Linked DNA regions of Zea mays: region 2 is linked to region 1. A link is a contact called in public Hi-C data. All regions are on one chromosome and are shown on one strand. Each heading gives the region's core, a stretch centred on a gene start, on an enhancer-like site or on the middle of the called end of the contact. The rest is flanking DNA. Distances are from core to core; before and after follow the strand shown. Region 1 holds the start of LOC100279789. Region 2 holds the start of LOC103639191 (probable inactive receptor kinase).

What was found. A called contact is a pair of places that touch in the nucleus more often than the background predicts.
Region 2: a Hi-C map of leaf shows a contact between it and region 1, with 8 times the contacts expected there. The contact joins the promoter of LOC103639191 here to the promoter of LOC100279789 in region 1. A contact is called at or near these places in 3 of 25 Hi-C or Micro-C datasets (ear, leaf and tassel).

What each region holds. Positions count from the first base shown.
Region 1 is chr9:139,159,526-139,166,426 of Zm-B73-REFERENCE-NAM-5.0, forward strand. LOC100279789 reads right to left here and starts at 5,621. Exons shown (of 2, transcript NM_001152747.2): 1 at 5,490-5,621; 2 at 1,892-4,158. The coding sequence starts at 4,063. The coding sequence ends at 2,135.
Region 2 is chr9:139,486,389-139,493,715 of Zm-B73-REFERENCE-NAM-5.0, forward strand. It overlaps LOC103639191 (probable inactive receptor kinase), which reads left to right and starts at 2,724. Exons shown (of 3, transcript NM_001364724.1): 1 at 2,724-4,192; 2 at 5,340-6,968; 3 at 7,062-7,327. The coding sequence starts at 3,274. LOC100304416 (a long non-coding RNA gene) reads right to left here and starts at 6,679. Exons shown (of 2, transcript NR_157290.1): 1 at 6,423-6,679; 2 at 5,167-6,326.

The DNA.
Region 1 (6,901 bases), core at 4,371-6,870:
CAACACCAAGCAAGCAATAAGGGACGGGACGGGAGGGCTCTTGCGATCAAACAAAGGACCATCCAGTTTCTTCACCATCAAAATACAGTACTTGGAACGGCTTCGACGGCCTAACTTTCCTTAGTGCTGCTGCCACTTCGCGTTGACCAGGCTTTATTTGGGGGGAAAAAGCACGGATGATGCACATAAAAGCATCTTCATGTGGAAGCCACTGGTGCTAATCTCTCTTTGACAGAACGCCAACTGAAGCAGCAGAGGATCGGTGGTGTCAACGTCATGCTCAGTGGAATTCAGGCGGAACACACATACACCCAGTATGACAAAAGTAACATGTCCATGTTTGCCGTCTTAGACAGGATTTCAAGGCGCGACAGATACATACGGGGCCAGAGAAGTTTCAAACATGTTAGGTTGGAATTTCTTCTCACGACTTGACACCCACAGAGGGGAAAAAGAAAATGCATGGACCAAACATGTGAACGCCCGTCCGAAACAACAGGTGGCACAGCAGCATCACTTGCAGAAACAAGCAGAAGCATTTTTGACAGCTAGCCCGTGTATATATATATGAACAGCGTTGAAGCTAACAAATTAATTAAAACTAGGGATATAGCATTAAGTCCATAATAGAGGATTTTTATGGCTGGACGGACGTAGTCACTACCGGAATCGCGTTCTTTGCCGAGTGACTATTTTACACTCGGCAAAGGCTTTGCCGAGTGTAACACTCGGCAAATAACACTCGACAAAGATTTTATCGGCAAAGGGTTCTTTGCCGAGTGCTTTTTTTCGGACACTCGGCAAAGACTTTGCCGAGTGTCAAAAAGCACTCGGCAAAGAAAAACACTCGGCAAATTAAGAATCGAAAAAATTAAGAAAAAAACAGTAAAACATTTTTTAAATTCTAGGAACAACTATCCAACCCTACCTTATTACCTTATCTGTTGCCCTATCATTTTTTACTATTATTTTGAATCAAACTTATATGTTTTGTAAATGGTGAGATTCGAACTCGCAACCTCTCTCTCGCGCATACCCTCCTATACCACTACACTACTACACCAATTATGTTTATACTACGTTTTCATTCCTCATGTACTATTCAAATTTCAAAATTCAAACATAGTTTTGCATAACAAGATGATTTCAAACTAAAACATTGTTAACTACAAAGTTTCATAACTCTTCAATACCTACAACTTTCATGTTGGTGGTTTTTCCTTTCGAAGTCGTTTTCAAAATTCAAATTTTAAATTTTTAAAATTCAGACATAGTTTTCGTTGACAATATGACTTCAAATGAAAAAGTTGTCAACTATAAACTTCTATAACTTCTCAAGATCTACAAAGTTTATTTTGGTTGTTTGGTAATTTGTTTATCTCAGATGATGGTTCTAACAATATGCACAAATTCTATACGTCTCTCTCGTAGTTACATAAACTACGAGAGAGATATAGGTTTTATGAACAAATTTATTTTTATTTTGTCATATGAATAAATGTTCAATATATAAATTGTACATCATGATGAGTTATACAAATTTGTAGTTGAAAACTTTTTCATTTGAATTAATTTAATACTTTAAAATGTGATTTTTAAATTGTCTTTGCCTAGTGTTGGAGAAAAAACACTCGGCAAAGAGCTCTTTGCCGAGTGTTGTATTTGTGACACTCGGCAAAGAGCCCTTTGCCGAGTGTCAAAAAAAGACACTCGGCAAAGAAACTCTTTGCCGAATGTCAAAAATAAAACACTCGGCAAAGAGCTTCTTCGCCGAGTGTTTTCTTTTACCGAGGGTTTTTTGTGTGACACTCGGCAAAGAGGTCTTTTTTGTGTGACACTCGACAAAGAGATCTTTGCCGAGTGCCCGAAATAAAACACTCGGTAAAGAATATGGCACTCAGCAAAGAGCCAAATTCCGGTAGGGAGTACAAGTATAAACCAGTTTCCAAGTTCCAGCCGCCTTGCAGCTACTGCAGAAACCTATACGACCAAGACCCTATAGACTCGACACTCGACAACTTAGGAGAACCATGGAGCAGGAGCACCATGGAGAGACCCAAAGCTTATAACGACGCTTTTCTCTCTCTCTCTCTCTCTCCCTCTCTTTTCTCAGCCCTACAGGTTTATTTATTCTTCAGTAGAACCAATTGGTCCCGTCGTTCCTCTGTGCCGCGCCTGGGTAGTCGACGCCGCTAGACATGTTGAAACCAGGACCGAACCTGAACTCCGGCGCGCTGGCGGCGATGTCGCCCATCTGGCTCACGAATGGCGTGTCGTCGCGGATGAAGAACTGCTGCTGCTGCTGCACTGGCGCCTGCTGCTGCTGCTGCTGCATCATGCTGTTGTTGACGTCGTCGAAGGCTCCGTTGCCCTGTACGAAGAAACCCTCGTCCATCTGGATCCTCTGCTGGGGCATCGCGTTTGGCCTCTCCATGACGGCGACGCTGTCGCTGCTCGGGTTCTTGTTCGGCACGAAGTTGTTGTCGTACATGTTCATCAGCTCGGCGATGGACCTCTGCCCGTCCATGGGCAGGCTGAAATCCAGACTGTTCAGTGCCTGGTTGGGTTGGCTGAAGGCCGGCTGGAAGGCTTGTGGCTGTGGCGGTGCTGACGGCGGCTTGTTCTCGGTGCTCTGAGGGGTTGGATCCTTGTGCTTGCAGGTGTACTGGTGGCTGTTGCGGGCATTCCGGTCCAGGAATCCGTAGCTGTAGTCACTGCGCGGGCACTGGACGTTGTTGCAGGTGTACAATCGGTTGTTTAGCATCAGCTCTGGCTCGGCTGCAGCGGGGGCGTTCCTCTTCTGGATGAACTCCACGTCGGCGGTCTCCTCCTTCATCGGCGTCGGCACGAGGAACTTGTCGCTTAGGATAGCGGCACCAAGGTTGAACGCGGTTGGGTCAGTGACTGCCGTCCTCTGGTTACCGGCCTCGTCCCCCTTGCACTCATCGATGATGTCCACATCATACTCGCTCGAGCTGGTGTTGAAGGATATGGCACTTGCGATGCCACCAGTAGACGCCGGTGGGCGTGCGCCCGGGTTCAGCTTCTGGTACAGCTCCTCTTCCTGCTTGACGACCGCCAGCCAGGTTGAGATCTCCTTGGCAGTCATCTTGTCCTGGAGGCACTTGGACTGGCGAACCAGGCGACGGATCTTCTCTATGTCCGGTGACATGTGCTTGATGACAGCGGTGAGCACGCTCACCTTCCAGGCCTTCTTAAGGTCATGAGGCTTCTTGTACGGGGGTGGGCCCTGGTCCTTGGGAATGCCGAGTTCCGGCCACCACTCCTCGTCGCCGGTAGGCCACCACGGTGGAGGAACGCCCTTCTCGAGCGGGTAGCGCCGCTGTGGGGGCTCGCAGTGCTGCATAAGCGCTGAGAGCAGTGAGCCCAGCGTAGTGTCCTGCAGCTCCTGCAAGGAATGGGGGCTGGCAGCGCCCGAGGCGAGCTCGTTCTCGGCGCCAGGGACGGCGTTGTCGGCCTGGTACTTGGCAATGGCGGCCGGTCCGTTGCGGTCGAAGCGGACCTTCTCCTTCCACCACGCACGGAGGTTGTCGGAGGCACCACTCACTGGCTTGCCCTTCTCCGGAATGATCCCATACACAAACCCCTGCGCGCGGCACACCTCCATCATCTTGAGCATGTACTTGAGGATGCCGTCCTGCGCGCGCGACATCTTCTTGCGCCGGGCCTGCTCCTGCGACTGCCTTGGCTTGGACGAGCCATCAGCCAGTCCCGCACCGCTAGCCAACGAGTCCTTGCCGCGGGTCTGCTGCAGTTCCCTGAGCCGCTTCAGCTTCATACGGTCGCGCCACATGCGGCGCTCCAGCTCCTCGATGTCCTCGACGTCATCGTCGCTGTCGTCCTCCCCGGCGTCCGGGAAGCTATCCGGAGGCGGGTCCACGAGATCGCCCTCCCCCATCACGCACTGGTCGCCAGAGGACGTCTGCGGCATCAGAGACCCGAAGCCCAGGTTCTTGTCGCCGTTCTGCTGCAGGAGATCCACGAAGTTGTGGACGCCAGGGAACACCACGCTCTGATCCACCAACAGCCCGCCTCCCATCATCGTGATCTCAACAAACACCACACCCAACAAATTCACTCGCAGTCACGGGCAGACTGACTCTCTTCCTTCTACTGCTACTTGTAGTTAGTATTCACCTGCGCGGAAGCAACGAGGAAGATGAACACGTCAGCTGCTGTGTTTTACTGTCAGTAATTAAGTGCAAAGAAAAACATATGCAACACGATTGCGTGTTATAGTAAAAAAAAAGTAATTAAGATGACCGAGTGAAGCTTATTGTGGCATCTTAATTTGGCGATTACACGGTTTGCAAGGGCTTTTTGCCTTGGCATCATAGCTCTACACATCTATAGGAGACAATCATGTTGCAGAAAAAGGCAGCCTAGCATGTGTTTGGTGAAACAGAACAGGGCCATGATCTGATCAAACTATACATGGACCCTTCCCCCACAATCCTTCTTCTGAGATTGATACTTTTACAATTCAGAGGGAACAAATAAAGCATAGTCCTTATTGTTTCGGCATAAAGGAACATTTTACACAACATGGAAAGAGAAATTGTGGAACAAGGAATTCAAGCATGAAAACATATGCACATAAATAGTTCCACCAAATAACTACAAATACTTCTCATATGCCGGTTCATTGGAACAAGCATGTAAAGTTGCATATTTTGCCCTTTTTTTACGAAAGCATGTGCAAACGTATGAACGTAAGCTCTGATTGATCACAAGGAGGAAAGATTAAAAAAAGATCAAAAGGCAGGTAAGGGAAGCTTTTCGAAAAGAAATATTTTTTTTGTGGATCTATTTGTTTTACCCAACCAAGCACGAATGGACAGTTGGTAACAAGAACATGTGCCCATGTGCTTGACAACGGGAATCAAGGTCATCTGTGATAGGGGAAAAAACAAGGGACGAAAACGCATATCAATCCTAAAGAAAACTGATAAAAACTTGCACCTCCAAAGATTATGCAGGAACAAATCATACCCGACTGCTACACACTTCCTAGAACGAGCTCAGTCTTTGACTAGAAGTATCGAGATCCAAACGAAGCTTAGAAGAAACATAACAGAAAAGAGATGCAAGAAACTCAGGTTTTTGGATGGGAGCTGCTACATCATCCAAGGCATCAACCTCGGAACACCGCCATGGATTTAGCCGCAGCTATTACGCAGAAGGACAAGACATCAGCAAGGGAAAGGGAGGATCAGAAAAGAACTCAAACGGGAATTGGCCACTGCAAAGAAGGTACAGGATCCTAAGAAAAGAAATCTAGAGAGAGAAAAGATCTCCTGAAAATTTATTACTCTACTTAATCTATCAGATAATCATCCGGCCACCCTGCAGCAGCACAAACAGATATCACCGAAAGGAGCAAGAGAAGAAGATCGGCGAAGAAAAGAAGGACCAGCCACACAAGAACTGGGAAGCATAGAAGGTCCAGGAAGGTAGGAAGAACTCACCCTAGCTCTTCCTGTTTATCTCCCACTTGCTATTTTCACGGGTGCTCCAGCTTTGCCATGACCTGGGAGACGAGAGGAGGGAGGGGCGAGTCCAGAGAGAAGCCGCAAGAGGGAGGAGAAAGAAAAGAGGAAGGGGGGATAAGAGCATCTCCAACAACGTGACCTATAAAAATGCCTTATAATTTAAAAATAAGTAAATTTTATAGAATTTAGGGCACCAAAAAAACACCCTACTCCAACAGTAAAGCCCCAAATCTAGATTATAGGGCAGCCCACTACGGTGTAGTATATTTGAGGCACTTGAGAGAGTGCCCTATAGTTTTTTGACAAAAATTGTTGAATTAAGGCACTGTTGGAGTGGTTTTTCCTGTGTAGAGCTCTATATTTCGATTTGAGGCATTAGTTTGAGGCATTGTTGGAGATGCTCTAAGAACAGCTATGGCAGGGCCAAGGCTTCTGCCCTCTGGCGCAAAGTAATCGCAGGCAAGTGGGCGTGCTGGTCGTGGTCTGCTGCTCGGCCCTCAACAGCGACAGCGCGGCCTTTATAACCTCCCCTCTTAAACTAATGATCCCCGCCTCCACTCACAAGCTGCCACTGCGATGCGGCACGGTAGTTAAAAAAAGTCTTGCTGGTCCGTACCGTAATCACCCGCGTCATGGCGCTTTTTTACCGCCACCCGCGCCACGGAGTGAAAACGCTTTGGCTGGTGGCGTCTGCCTGTGACAAGTGGGGTCCGATCGGCGGTCAGTGGCGCCTCTCCTGGTGTGGCGGGGTCCGAGGAGTGGGTGCTACTAGTGAGGCCACGGGTTTGAAAGCCGCAGGGACAAAAATCGTCGAAAACAATAAAAAAACATCTAAATTAATTTTGTTTTCATATTTTTTTTGACTGGACGAAAAGGGAATACGGGATCTAGATCGTCAATTATTCGAAAACGATAAAATTTAGCTGGAAAGACAACAATTATATTTTTCATAAATACATAATAAAGTGGTTGTTGACGCTTTTTCGGAGCGCCAAATACTCAAGAAGAACCGGCGGCGGTGCTCTCTGGTCAGGCGCGGACGGTCCGCGACCTGGGGCCGGACGGTCCGCGACCTGGCGCAGGGGCTAAGGTTTCCTGCCTGACGGCCGGACGGTCCGCGCCCTGGGGCCGGACGGTCCGCGCGTGCGCAGGGGCGGCGGAAGATCGTCGGCGGCGCCTGGATCTCGCTCCCGGGAGGGACCCCGTCGGGGAGGAGAGATCCTAGGGGTTGTCTAGGCTCGGGCAGACCGACCTAGACTCCTCTAATCGACGTAGAGTCGAGGAGAGGCGGAGAATTTGGGGATTGAGAGGCTAAACCTAAACAAGACTAGAACTACTCCTAGGATAAAATGCGAATAGAAGTTGTATTGATTCGATTGTTGATTACA
Region 2 (7,327 bases), core at 1,474-3,973, 320 kb after region 1:
GAGTGGTCAGTGTAGGGAGGTCCTTGGTTGATTTTGCTGCGATGGCGGTCAGGCAAGAACCCTGCATTGGAGCTTACTATAAACTGTAGCGGGTTTTATGAAGCTAGTGGAACTTTGTAAAGGCCTCATAGTGTTATCCTGCCTCGCCTCCTCGGTAGAGGTGTATGGGAAGTCGCGATCCCTGGGCAGATGGGTAATATGACTTGTGGGTAAAGATGCGCAACCTCTGCAGAGTGTAAAACTGGTATACTAGCCGTGCTCACGGTCATGAGCAGCTCGGACCCTCACATGATTAATTTATGGAACTTAAATTCAATTTGTCATATGCATTGCATCGCAGGTGATGTTGTTACTTTTGTTCTACTACTTAATTGGGTTGGTATTTACTTATACTTAGTAACTGCTAATAAAGTTTTGACCAACTTTAAAAGCAATGCTCAGCTCTAACCATCCTCTTTGGTAAGCCTTACACTTCACGTGAGCTCCCACCTTTGGCGAGTTCATGCACATGATTCCCCACAACTTGTTGAGCGATGAACGTATGTGAGCTCACTCTTGCTGTCTCACACCCCCACAGGTCAAGAACAGGTACCGCAGGATGAGGCGCTTGGAGGATGCTGTGATGAGTTCGTGAGTGGTCTAGACCGTCGTCTCCCAGTCAACTTTGGGTTGCTGGACCGTTGTCTCCTTTTAATGTAATTATTTATTTATTTTGTATAGAACTCCGATTATATAGTAAAGATGTGACATTCGATCCTGTGCCATGATTCATCATATGTGTGAGACTTGGTCCCAGCACACCTGGTGATTATGTTCGCGCCCGGACTTTGGACCCCTAAAACCCGGGTGTGACAGAGGCGCTCCGCTATAATTCACCGGACTGTCCGGTGTCCCAAGGGAGAGCAACTCGGAACTCGCCAGCTTCGGGAATCCGCTCCGCTATAATTCACCGGACTGTCCGATGAGTCACCGGACTGTCCGGTGTGACAACGGAGCAACAACTACTTCGCGCGCAACGGTCGACTGCAACGCATTAAATGCGCGCCTGTGCGCGCAGAGGAGCAGAGCACGCGCGGGTGGCACACCGGACAGCCTACAGGGCCTGTCCGGTGCACCACCGGACAGCCAGGCGGGCCCACAAGTCAGAGCTCCAACGGTCGGAACCCAACGGCCTGGTGACGTGGCTGGCGCACCAGACAGTGTTCGGTGGTGCACCGGACTGTCCGGTGCGCCCGTCGACTTCAGCCTTCACCAACGGTCAAGTTTGGTGGTTGGGGCTATAAATACCCCAACCATCCCCACATTCAAGTCATCCAAGTTTTCCACCTTCCAACTACTTACAAGAGCTCTAGCATTCAATTTTAGACACAACCAAATAGATCAAATCCTCTCCCAACTCCACAAAGCTCTAGTGATTAGAGAGAGAGATTTGTTGTGTTCTTTTGAGCTATTGCGCTTGGATTGCTTCTTTCTCTCATTCTTTCTTGCGATCATCTCATTTGTAATTGAGGCAAGAGACACCAATTGTGTGGTGGTCCTTGCGGGAACTTTGTGTTCCGATTGATTGAGAAGAGAAGCTCACTCGGTCTAAGTGTCCGTTTGAGAGAGGGAAAAGGGTTGAAAGAGACCCGGTCTTTGTGACCACCTCAACGGGGAGTAGGTTTGCAAGAACCGAACCTCGGTAAAACAAATCCTCGTGTCTCACTCTTTATTCGCTTGCGATTTGTTTTCACGCCCTCTCTCGGACTCGTTTATACTTCTAACGCTAACCCGACTTGTAGTTGTGATTAAGTTTGTAAATTTCAGATTCGCCCTATTCACCCCCCTCTAGGCGACTTTCAGTTTCCTCTTTTCTGCCATCATGCCGAAGCTTCCTTGCGCACAGCTTCGGCTCTGTTCCATCCTTCGTTCTCTTTGCGTTTCTTCATACAACAATTTTGACTTGTCCGGAGGGTTCGTGTCCGAAGGTACCTGCTCATGTATTATATTCCAGAAACATTGTTAAATCACGTTTTTGAGGACCTTCGGAAGCCGAAGGCCCCCAACACAACATTTGACTCAAGTGGCCAAGGAGTTTTTTTCCCAGGAGCATGATTGGCGGTCTAGTCTTCGGAGTGATAGCCACTAGTGTGTGTTTTTAGATTTCGTTGGGCTGTGTGCTCTTATGGGCACAGGCCGAAAGTGACTTTCAAGGGCTCGTATCATCTCGATGTACTGTTCTTGAATGAATAAAAATCCTTCCCTTTCAAAAAAAGAAAAAAAAAGAAATAGGGGATGTGATCGTGGATCCTATGGAGATAGCCTAATAGCACATATATAGGTAAATTTCGATATTAATTTAAATTTAAAATTATTAATGATACATGAAGATTAGATGAATATTATTACTTTTAGTTAGTTTACATATAATATATTTATTGTTGTAAATAACGTTAGTACTTTATTTATTTAACAATATATGCTTTATAAATTGACTTAATATCTGAATTAAATCCAAAATATTCGTTTTGTACTAATATTTAAAAACATGTATATTCACTTTCTTATTTATATTCGAATTAAAAATATAATAAACAAATGACATCTGGATTCGGTTTGATGTGAATGAGTGAATCCGTTCCGTTTCCCGTTTCCCATGCTAGGCCGCTACTTGCTGGCTCGCACAGTCGCACTGGTGCGGTATAGTCCGACTACACCCATCCATCACGGCCTCAGCCCTCAACCACTCGGCCACTCCCTCCAGTCTCCACACACACGCGCGCCATTGCCGCTGCTGCTCATCGTACTCCCAAATGGAGCAGCCTGCATTCCCCTCTTGCTCCGTGGAGCGCATTCGCTCCAGCACAGGGAAGCTGTGACGCATCGCCGCCGCCAAATCCTCCACCCGACGGCTAACGCTTTTCTCTCGGGTCTAGTCGGGGTGGAGATCCGTCAAGGCCATCTCGTCGCGTTGTTGGTCAGTAATCCTAGCTCGCTTGGACGAAGCAACCAGCACTATGGTTCTTGGATGACAAAATTGGAGCAGGCCACTGCTCACACTGCGGCGGTGTCCATTTCTTCGTGTCTCGGTTCTTGGCCCCGTCCTTCCTGATTTCTCTGCTTTTCATACTGAAAAAATCCTCAAACCTTTCATCCTTAATCCCCTTTCTCGGTTCCAAGGGAGCTTAAACCCTACCCTACTGCCTTTTTCATCTTAAGCTCCGTATCTCGAAAAATCCATCCCATTTGCATGAGCATTGCTTCAATTGCCTGGCTGCACAGCAGGATCTTGCGATGCGGCTCATCTTGTTGTGGCTCTCGATCTGGGCCGTGTGCTCCGCTGCCTCGGCGGGGGCTGGTTCAGACATGGAGGCACTGCTGGAGTTCTCCCGAGGCATCCGGCAAGACCCGTCCCGCCGCCAGGCCATTCCCTGGAACCCCACCAGCGCGCTGGACTCCGACGACTGCCCCGTTGATTGGCACGGCGTGCAGTGCATCGGCGGGCAGATTCTTTCCATTGCGTTCGACGGCATTGGTCTCGTTGGAAATGCTAGCTTGTCGGTGCTAGCGAGGATGCCGGTGCTCCGGAACTTGTCCCTGTCAGACAACAAGCTAGAAGGGTTCTTGCCGGGTGAGCTGGGGTCGATGGCGTCGTTGCAGTTGCTGGATCTGTCCAACAACAGGTTCTCCGGTTCAATTCCGTCTGAGTTGACTAAGCTGGCAGGTTTGGGCTATCTCAATCTCTCTTCCAATGGTTTTCGTGGCGCATTGCCGTTGGGTTTCCGGAACTTGAGGAAATTGAAGTACTTGGACCTTCATGACAATGGCTTCACTGGCAAATTGGACGACGTATTCGCGCAGCTGCAGAGCCCAGTCCATGTTGATTTAAGCTGCAACCAGTTCTCGGGGTCCTTGGCATCGATCTCTGACAACTCATCTGTGGTTAGCACGCTTCAGTACTTGAATGTTAGCCACAATGTGCTGTCAGGGACATTGTTTGACAGTGTTCCGATGCCTTTGTTCGACAGCCTTGAGATTTTTGATGCGAGTTTTAATATGCTCAGTGGCAACATCCCGCAGTTTAATTTTGTCATCTCCCTCAAGGTGCTGCGCCTGCAGAACAATAATTTTTCTGGCTCCATCCCAGAAGCATTCTTTAGGGAGACGTCTATGGTGCTGACTGAACTTGACCTTAGTTGCAACCAACTTACAGGTCAGAAAATTTTCCTACTCAGCCTCATGCTTATCTTAAACATTGCATTCAGCTCGCTCTTACGCATGTTTCTTTGCCCATAACATTTTCCTAATGCTTAAACTAGCATATTATAATGAGATACATGTAAAAGATTGGGCAGGCCAGTGCCGGAGGCTCCCGCATGGGTCTCGAAAAGGGATAAACCGAGGCAAGTTTTTCTCTGTAAATACGGAGAGGCTGCTTCGAATCCGCGATCTAGTGATATATTGAGACATCTCTCATCATTGCACGAGGCTTGCTCTCACCACGTGTAAAAGATTGACGTTATTAAATCATTGACCTGGCACCATCTTCTTTTTCACATTTGTGGTATACCTTTCTCTTTTTTTAGTAAACAATACATGCAATTTTAAAGCATACAAGAAATGTGGATTACCTATTATGCATGAAGCAAAATTGCTAATTTCCTTCTTCTGAAGTCACCGCAAAAGTTTCTACCTCTAATTTACCAGCTACTGGTATACTAATTGCGATTATATCCGAAGATACATTTTCTGTTACTGATTGTTCAATTTTGAGTCATCCAATGTGCACAGCTAAAGCTATGTTTCTGAGCTAGTTGTCATATTTTATACTACTATTACTTAGATCAATGACAGTGAAAAAATACAGGCCTAGTGCCGGAGGCTCCCATGTGAGTGGGGTCCGGCAAAGAGATAAACCGAGGCAAAGGCTTCCCTCCGCAGGTACAGAGAGGTTGCTTTGAACTGTGATGTGGTGACTCACCGAGATAGCTCTCACCGCTGTAACAGGCCTGCCCTTCTAAGAATATATTTGCTGATCAAGTTTAGTCATTCCCAGCTATAGCATAATAAATGAATTAGGAAAATGGCAATAGGAAATTTAGGTTCTCGACAAAAATTCCCCTGTGTGGTACCTTGTTGATTGCATTTTTTGGAGATGTTGATTGGAAGTTTCAATAAGACAGTTTGCAAGATCCGTAAACTTTTTTCATTTGAATGAGAATTAATTTAGATCAGTAAAACATTTCTTGCCTAATTTGGCACAGGCATGTGTGCTATTTAATCATTTATACAATGTGTACCATTTAATAATAATAATGCTGATTGCTTCTTTTTACTGTGTCCCCTTTTTTCTTACACAGGTCCAATTAGACGTGTGACATCAACAAACTTGAAGTACTTGAACCTGTCACACAATAATCTTCAGGGAACTTTACCGATCACATTTGGAAGCTGTTCAGTAGTTGATTTGAGTGGAAACATGCTGTATGGGAACTTATCAGTTGCCCGAACATGGGGAAATTATCTCCAGATGGTTGATTTGAGCTCAAACAGATTAACAGGAAGTTGGCCAAATGAGACAACCCAGTTTTTAAGGCTGACATCTTTGAGGATTTCCAACAACTTGCTATCAGGAGAACTGCCAATTGTCCTTGGAACCTATCCAGAGCTGATTTTCATTGACCTCAGTATTAATCAGCTGCATGGACCTTTGCCTGGAAATCTGTTTACAGCGGTTAAGCTGACTTTTCTTAATCTTTCAGGCAACAGTTTTACAGGGACTCTCCCCCTTCGAAATTCCGATACCAAGAACTCGACTTCTATAGACTTGTCCATTCTTCCTGTGCAAACTTCAAACCTCTCCTATGTTGATCTTTCAAGCAATTTTTTGCACGGCTCACTGCCTATGGGCATTGGTGATTTGAGCGCGTTGACATTGCTGAACCTTCGTCAGAACAACTTTACTGGCGAAATCCCAAGAACAATCACCAAACTTAAGAATCTCTTATACATTGACTTATCAAGCAACAATTTCAATGGTAGCATACCTGATGGCCTCCCTGATGATCTGGTCGAATTTAATGTTTCCTACAACTACCTGTCTGGCTCTGTTCCAAGTAATTTACTGAAATTCCCAGATTCATCTTTCCATCCAGGGAACGAATTGCTCGTTCTTCCTCGCTCTGAATCATTAAATGGTTCTGACAAATCAGATGAGGCAAGACACGGCTTGAAGCGTGGGATTCTATATGCATTGATTATCTGTGTTGTTGTATTTGTTACTGGGATTATTGCGCTTTTGCTTGTTCATTGGAAGATCAGTAGCTGGAAAAGTAGGGAAAAAGGTACTGGCCAAGGTAAACATGTGGGTCAAGTCCAGAGTGCTCAGAGAAGTGCAGAAATTTCAACAACTGAAATGCATGATGTAGCATTAGAATCGTCACCTTCTGCAGAGTATGGAGCTGTTTCATTGCCTGGCAAGGAAAGACGACATGAAGCCCAAGATGCGCCAATTGATGCTGCTTATTTCAACGAACCAGCAGGTAGTAGCTCAGCCCGTAAAGACAGCACAAAGTCTTCGATGCCTTCTTTATCATCGTCGCCTCCTGATGCACGCTCCCAGCATCATCACTCTATCCTTAGAGTGCACTCTCCTGATAAACTGGTTGGGGATTTACATCTTTTCGACAATTCAGTTGTGTTCACGGCTGAAGAGCTCTCTTGTGCCCCTGCTGAGATAATTGGCAGGAGCTGCCATGGGACATCCTACAAGGCTACACTTGATAACGGGTACATGCTGACAGTGAAGTGGCTGAAGGAGGGCTTTGCTAAGAGTAAGAAAGAATTTTCCCGTGAAATAAAGAAGCTTGGCAGTGTAAGGCACCCCAATCTTGTCCCCTTGCGTGGCTACTACTGGGGCCCCAAAGAGCATGAGAGGATCATGATATCAGACTATGCAGATGCCACATCTCTGTCTACCTACTTGTCTGGTAAGATGGTTCCTTTCCTCCACCCCCTTTACTCATCAATCTCTGTTTCATACTTAATATGGACGTTTTCTGATGCATATTTCTTCTTTCTAGAATTTGATGAGCGGAATCTCCCACCCCTATCAGCTGGACAGCGGCTGAACATTGCGATTGATATTGCCCGCTGTCTAGATTACCTGCACAACGAGCGGGTGATTCCACATGGCAACATCAAGTCGTCTAACGTCCTGATTCAGAACTCCACTCCATCTGCTCTGGTGACTGACTACAGCCTTCACAGGCTGATGACTCCAATCGGCATGGCGGAGCAGGTCCTAAACGCCGGCGCGCTAGGATATTCCCCTCCTGAGTTTTCAAGC